2 separate regions of the Dromaius novaehollandiae genome follow, and region 1 is linked to region 2. A link is a contact called in public Hi-C data. All regions are on one chromosome and are shown on one strand. The core of a region is the stretch at or near the end of the contact, and the rest is flanking DNA. Distances in the headings are between cores, read along the strand shown.

What was found. Hi-C and Micro-C count contacts between places; a contact is called where the count stands out from the background.
Region 1: a contact with region 2 is called in a Hi-C map of liver, with 4 times the contacts expected there. The contact joins the promoter of SEC23IP here to the promoter of TIAL1 in region 2. A contact is called at or near these places in 2 of 4 Hi-C or Micro-C datasets (brain and liver).

Annotation. Positions count from the first base shown.
Region 1 is chr6:43,179,977-43,183,765 of bDroNov1.hap1, reverse strand. It overlaps SEC23IP (SEC23 interacting protein), which reads right to left and starts at 1,602. Exons shown (of 20, transcript XM_026105551.2): 1 at 1,540-1,602; 2 at 1,373-1,538. The coding sequence starts at 1,587. It overlaps MCMBP (minichromosome maintenance complex binding protein), which reads left to right and starts at 1,637. Exons shown (of 15, transcript XM_064514310.1): 1 at 1,637-1,938; 2 at 2,443-2,528. The coding sequence starts at 1,881.
Region 2 is chr6:43,044,577-43,048,304 of bDroNov1.hap1, reverse strand. It overlaps TIAL1 (TIA1 cytotoxic granule associated RNA binding protein like 1), which reads left to right and starts at 2,245. Exons shown (of 14, transcript XR_010389784.1): 1 at 2,245-2,740. It overlaps LOC135328752 (a long non-coding RNA gene), which reads right to left and starts at 1,985. Exons shown (of 2, transcript XR_010389785.1): 1 at 1,596-1,985.

The DNA of each region.
Region 1 (3,789 bases), core at 353-2,852, 140 kb before region 2:
GAACTACAAGGACTGCACAAATGGAAGTGGTGCATGTATCAGCTGCCTAGATACCTTATCTAGTTAGAAGCAATATTCTAATATTTTACATTCCCCCAAAAACTAAAAAGGCAGTTCAGTAGATATCCTTTTAAGTAGTGAAAATAAAAAAGTGTTTCTAAGCCATACTTAACAAATATATATCTAAAACTATAGGAATATACTTCATTTATTTCCAGCTACCTTAATACTTACCCTAAGTAAAACACAGTACTGTTGAAATCGAGTCTTGAATTTTGGACTCAATGTGTGCCAATCCAGTGTAATTTAAAAATATCTGATTTCTAGATGTATTTTTACTGGTTAGGGCTTTTAATCTCAGACTGAACACATTTCCAAAAACTCTGACCCTGTATCTGAAATTATCTGAGCATAAGATTTTAAGTTGTACATACGTATGTCTGATGTATGACTGAGGCTTTGTAAGGAAACAGTATTAATCACCATGCCTAAGCTAACAAGGAAATTTGAGGTACCTGCTAATTTTCAGACAAGGAAAAAAGACGACAGAGAGTCCTCTGAAGACTATTTATCCTACAAAACTGAAGTAAATATCACTTTTAAAAGGGAAAATATTAAACAGTCCTCTGCATGGAAGTACTGAAGCAAAATTAATTGCTCAAACAAGTGTGCTAACCCATTAATTGAAAACATGATAAAGACTCTCCCCCTCCCCTCAGGCACAGAACTAAAACCAAACTTTTAAGTCCATGCATGAAAACAGCATATCTGAAGTAGCTTGTCTTCCCTAAAGCGTTAACTCCAACAGCTGGCAGTGAAAACTAGCTCAGAAAACCTTACAGCAAGATGACCATAGTAGAACGAAAACTCAGATCGCACTAGGGAAGGGTTGGGCCAGCGTCAGATTTGACACCTGAAGGAAGCCCACCTTCCTGTTGCTCAGGAGACCGCAGGACACGCAGATCCAAAGACAACTGGGCGAAACAGACGAAGCAAAACAGGGAAAAAAAAGAAAACCCACACCAGAAGAGGAACCGCACCTCTCCTCTCTCCCCGCCGCCCCGAGCCCGGCCGCAGATCGCAGCGGCTGCCCCGCCACTCGGAGCTTCCCGGAAGGCCGCTCCGCGCCCGCGGCCCCCTGACTCGCTCCGGCCCGCAGCGCCGTTACCAGCGCCCGGGCGGGGCCGGGCGGCCCTCCCGGCTCGACCCCGCAGCCCGACGTCGCCCGCCGGGCCCACAGTGGGCCCACAACGGGCCCCCGCGCGGCAGCCCCCGCCACCCCTCCGGCCCCGCGGCCGGCGCCCCTCCCAGCCGCCCCCTTAGCATCCCCCTGCCCTGCCCGGCCCCAGCCCCAGCCCCAGGGCCCGCGTACCCGCTGCGAGGAGAGTGGCGCCCGGCGGCACGGCCGGGGCCTGGCTGACCGGGATGAAGGGCACGGTGAAGTTGAACTCGGTGGCGGAGGAGGAGAAGAGCAGGTTGGTGCCGCCAGCCCCGGGCTTCGCCGCCGCCATGGCTGTGCCGCTTCCACGTCTCTTCCACCGCAGCGGTGCGGCCCCTTCCGCCCTCACCGCTGCCCGCTTCCAACATGGCGGCGGCAGCGGCGGCGCGCGCCCTTCCCCCCCCCGCCCCACGCACGGGTGCGGAGAGGAGGAGGAGGAGAAGGCGGGCGGGCCCGGCCCTGCCCTGGTGCCGCCGCCATTGCCGCGGCCGCCGTGAGAGGAGGAAGAGGAAGAGGAGGAGGAGGAGGAAGAAGAAGGAGAGGGCGGAAGTCGGGCGCCCCCGTGCAGGGCTTGCGGGCGGCAGGGCGCGGCGGCGGCGATAGGGCGCGGGGCAGTCGGCGGCGGCCCCCTGCCCCTCCCTGGGCGAGGCTCGCCCTCGCCATGCCGTGCGTGGCCGACTGGCTCAACAACCCCTTCAGCATCGTGCAGGGCATCTTCGGTGAGCGCTGCCGCCGCGGGGGGCGAGGGGGCGAGGGACCGGGCGGCGGCGGGGAGCCGCCCCGGCTGGCGGCGAAGTGGCCGGGGCCGGTGTCCTCTCAGGAGGCGCCCCTGAGAGGGTGGCGGGCGGCCGGGGGCTTTTGGGCGGCGCGGGCCGGGCTGCCCTCGCCGCGGGGCCGGGCCTCCCTCGGCCGGCGGCGCGGGGCTGCGGGAGGGCGCCTGAGGCGCTTTGGGTGAGCGGCAGCGACGAGGGCAGCTGGCAGCTTCCTCCGCCGCGTGGGGCGGGCGGGGGCCGGCGCCGGCGGCCTGCGGGGCGCTGTGCGGTGGCGCGGGGGCCGCGCACCGCCGCCGTTGCGCCGCGACTTCGGACCTGGGCGGGCGAAACTCAGGCGTGTGTCCAGGGAGAACAGGAGGAAGTCTTAAGTTGCTTTCGGTGTTAGGAGAGCGCCGAATGGATGCCCGATGCGTGATGCTAATACTCCTGTAAACGTGTCCTGTTTTGTAGCACAAAATGACCCAAACTCTGATTGGGAAAAGAAGGTAACTGAATATTTCAGAGAGAAGCTAAAAGAAAATAATGCTACTAACTGGGTAAGCTCGTTTTATTCTTTGAGAGTTATGCCATTCTTAAGCTTCGTTCTTCTTTCCTCTTAATTACTGCAATGACGTGCTTTTGAGAAGTTCTTCCTTTAGAAATAGGCATTCAAGTCTTAGTTTCCTCGTAAGTACGCTTCTGAATTTTAGGCTCAGCCTTTGTAATACATTATTTACATTTCAGTTGCTGTGATGGGTATGTAAAACAAAGATGTGCAACCCTGGCTGAAGCCCTGTCGAAGCCAGGCCCCTTGACTTTCATGTGTTTTTTGCCTTGAGCCATGCCTGCCGAATGCTGCCTGTTTGCGGTACCATCCGGTAGATGGCAGGAGCTGACAAATACTGTTATTTTTGAAAGTGTTAATGCCTGCCCGCTCTACTGTTAGACTGCGGTAAATGTTTGTATACCAACCACGGGTTTCTTAACTGCTGTTTATGAACCCCTTCTCCTGTGATCTTTCACTGCAGTGTTGTAAACTTCACAGGGATTGGAGAAATAACAGCTTCGATTTTTGTGTTTGAGGAAAAAATACCATCTGCTAAAAATATTCCATATTAGGCTGGATCAGGCCAGTTCTTGAAAGTTTAGGAAGGAAGCTATCCTTTATTTTTAAAGTTAAGCATGCACACTTTAGCTCAAAAGGTGTTACTATTCTAAAAGACTATGGGGAAAAATGGCATCGTGGAACACTGTACTAATTGGACTAGGAACTTTCATATCAAATCTCTTCTATTTATGGTTAAAAAACAAGTGAAAATAAATCTTTTTTTTTTCTTTTTTAAATATTTCTGCCAGTGAGAGAGGATTCTTTGTTTGCATTTCAATGACAATTTAAATCATAGTGTAGCAGAACAATTCTGTTCCTCCAGCAGAATTATGTTAAATTTGCAGCACTACTAAGAAATTAAAATAGAAACATTTTCATACTCAATATGTGAGGGAGTATGTGGGTTGGTGGTGGTTTGGGGGGGTAGAGGGTTAAGCCATTTTTGCAGGGCCACTTTTGGTTTCATCGCATTTTAATGTTGGGTGTGTTTTCTCAACCAAGAGTGTATTTTCAAAATCAAAAAGAAACCCTATTCATATAGCAGGTCTCGTTATTTTGATTTATACCACGTTCCTGGACATCTGTTTTCCCTCTGGTTTTCTATTATCCTACAAACATGTGAAAAAGACTCCCCCCAGTGTGAAGGACTTGCAGATTAAGATACAGGGGTTTTTTCCTGTCCTTTTGGAAATACAAATATTTTGTTACGA
Region 2 (3,728 bases), core at 996-3,495:
GTTTTTATAAAAAGTCTCTTTATGGCATATATGGAAGAAACAAGATGGAAAAGTCTGTTTCCCCATTGTCTCATGTTCTCACTGACTCCTTTAAGCATTATGCATTTGATAGAAAATTATAATTTTCTGTAAACATAAATAATGCATTTGGATATCTGAAAATGGCATATGATGGCCATATGGCCCCATATATACTTCAATCTTTCCAGGCATGATTAGGTAAAGTAAAAACCAACTAGCTGATATAAATCAGAATCTGAAAGTGATATTTCTATTTCTTTGCTCAGCTTTAAGTGACAATTTTAAAAGCACCAATAGTTTGAACACTGGACTTCCCAATCTTGCTCCCAAGGAAGCTTTCTATTCCATTGAAAGTGAGGGTGGTCTGAGATGTTCTGAAGAGCACTAAGTCTGGATTGGAATAGGATCTCCTGAAATCAGGAGATTTAAGTAATGATAGTGACATGTAGTACAAATTATTTTTCAAGTATTGTCAGTTTTGACACCAAAAACATTTCAGTATTCTGAGTTAATGAAGAATATTGGGAAATTATATCTAATCTAGTAGTCATATTTAAACATACACCATCAAGCACAGGAGAATTATGATATAAATGTGCTCTAAATGCTTTGTAATTGTCATGAAACTCTGCTAACAAAATGATCTCGCAAATATTATAGCCTCTAATTTTGAAACCAGAATGCAATAGTTTCGTATCCTTAATTTTTGAAGGTTTTGAAACTCCTGTGGACAAATAATTTACCACTGGAAAATCTAGAGTTTAGCTGCATAGTATGTAAATTGCTTAAACTTGAAGATTTACTAATTAAATTAAAATCTTGTTCAGACTGCAGAAGTTATCAATTTCTGTTCACTAATATAGAATTCCTGATGTAATAATCTTTTTGCTCTTATTTATCATTATGTCTGAATAATTTAACTATGTACAACATTCCTAGAATGCACTGTTTGTATGAGGGTATTATATAAAATAAAGATTGTAAATCTTTAAAGTTTGTAAATACTACGTGCAATAACATCTTCTACTATAAATTAGACTCCTATTAGAAAGGCAGAACAAGGTAGTACAATAACTATTTACAGGATAAGGGCTTTGAATTATAGCATACTACTTGATTAATCACTTACGCACATACTACCATGTTGCTGTTGTCCAGAACTTCCCCTTCGCTTTGTGAAGCTTTTCAACACAGACAGAACATTCAGCCTTCTGTCATTCAACATGCTTTTTCCCGAACTACTGCTACTCTCAGCGTAAAACAAAAAAGTTGGTAATTTCAAGCTTAACACTTACCAAAAGGATTATAATGATTATCAAATACTCAATAAGTATAAATCATAGCAATGTCTTTCTTTCACAAGCTCAGGCCCGCTTAGTTTTAGGTTCACCGAACAACTGGCAGTAACAATATTCATCAAGGGATACAAAGGATAATGCCATATAGTTTCTGCTTCTTCAGAGATGAGCGTATGGAGCTTTACAGCTTTGCAGCTTGCATGCTAACATCGCTTATGTTTCCCCGGGAGACGTTCATGGTCTGTGCTGATCAGCGTGCACTTTTGAAAAACTTACCCGTTGTAAAATTATGCCGCTCTGCAAGCGGGAGTGCCATGGCCGCGGTGAGACGGCAGGGCTGGCACGGTTCAGCGGCTGCACTGGGCCCGGGGGCAGAACAGCAGCAAAAGGAGCAAGGGAAAGGAGCGCATCGGTGGGAGTTAGCCTTCACCAGCCTGTGATTACAACATGCGGCGAGTCGAAGGGATGAATAAAGCAGACCTGCAAGCCAAGGGGCCGGCACAGATTTGGGCAGCAGCTTCGGCCCTAGTCGCCTGTCCCGCGGCTCCTCGAGAGAGCCCTCTCCGCCCCTGCGGCTCGAAGGCGCCGCGCGCCGCCAGCACCCCCAAAGGCTGCCCGCCAGCGCTCGGGGAGGCTGCGGAGGCTGCAGGGGCTGCGCGGGCCGGGCCGGGCCGGGCCGGGCGCCCCCTGCCGGGCGCTCGGCAGCGCGCCCCGCCCCGCCCCCCCCCGCGGCCGGGGCTGGCGCCGCGCCGCGGCGCCCCGCCGGCGCTGACACCAGCCGGCGGCGCGAACAAGTGAATCTTCCCGGGCTGCTCCTGGCGAATCAGCGGCGGCCGGGCTCGCCCCCTCCAGCGGGAAGGAAGCCACAACCCCGGCTTGTCGCGGAGCGCCGCGCGCAGGCCGCGCTCAGCCTAAAATGCCTGCTGGTGCGCCGCCATGCATGCTGGGAGCGGTAGTTTCTTCCCAGCTCTCGCTCCCCGACTGCTGGGGCACAGCGGTGCGGGGCGCCGCCGCCGAAGACTACGACTCCCAGAAGGCCGGTGGGGCCAGCTCCTCAACCTGCCGCTCTGCCGCCTCCAGCGACTACAATCCCCAGCGCGCTCCGCGGCGCGGTAGAGGGGAACGGGAAGGAGAATCCGGTCGGAGAGGGAGCGGGCTGGCGGGCCGCGGTTGCGCAGAGCGCGGCTTCCTGAGTGTCTGGTGGCGGCGGCCATTTTGTGGTGCTTCTTCCTTCTCCTGTTCGGCCTGCGGTGTCGGGACCTGGAGAGGGGGCGAGACGGAGCGAGGGGAGCCGGGGCCCTCACCCTCACCTTCCCTTCTCCTCCCTGCGCGGCGGAGCCCCCCTCCAGCGCTGCCTCCGGCTGTAGCTGAGAGCGGCGCTCACGCACCATTATGGAAGACGACGGGCAGCCCAGGACCCTGTGAGTGGGGAGGGGGCCGTAGGGGAGCTGGGGGGCGCCGGGGGTGGGCGTTCGCCTGGAGCGGGGCCTGGGTGGCGAGGGGCTGCGGGGGCCGTGGAGGAGGGCCGGGCTGGGCCGGCGGGAGCGAGGCGAGGGGGATGCATTCCCGGAGGCGCGCGTGGCCGGGCCGCGATGGGGGCGGGGAGGGTGCCGGCCGGGCGTGCGGAGCGGGGGTGCATGGCGATGTGAGGGGGAAGCGAGCGGCGTCTCCGGAGAGTGGGCTCGGGGAGGCGCGGCGGGCGCGCGGGACCCGGCGGCGCGGGGAGGCTGCCGGCGGGAGGGAGAGGTGTGCAGGATACTTGCGGAGAGAGTGCGTGAGAGGGGTGGGGAGCGGGGTCCAGAGCTGGAAGTGGAGAGGGGATGGGGAGGAGTGGGTGTCGACTGTGGAGCGCAGGGTGATGTTACCTGGGGTGAAGAGGAGACCAGGAAACGTGAGGAAGGCATAGGAGAGCGTAAGTGGGAGCAGGAGAGAGAGGGAGGGTTCAGGCTCGAATCGGGCGGATTCGGTGGGAAGAAAGGGAATGCCGGAGATGCCGTGGTGGTGGCGGTGGAGCGACTCAGGGTTTGTAGTCAGTACCTGGAAGGTTTAGGCGAGGGGGGCTCCTTATTAGAGCTCTGAGGTGAGAGAAGAGTGTTGGGAGCCCTGGTGCTTTGCCTGCGGGCATGAGCTTCTCCTCGGGGTTGTGTGTGTGGCAGAAGAGTGCCCGCTGTGACGCCAGGACAAACGGATCACCCTTCCTCGGATTCCCGTTTATAGTTGTCCTGACATTAACGAAGTTCTTCGTCTTCTCTGTTTGTGGTGGGTGGGATAAAGAACATTGTAAAAGGAGACTCTTCCTCTGTAATGGGCAGAATAGGAATCATTGATTTCCCCCCCCCCCCCTCCAGTATTTTACAGTGTGTTTAAACAACATTCTGTCATGCCCTGGCAGAACAAATAACTGTACCT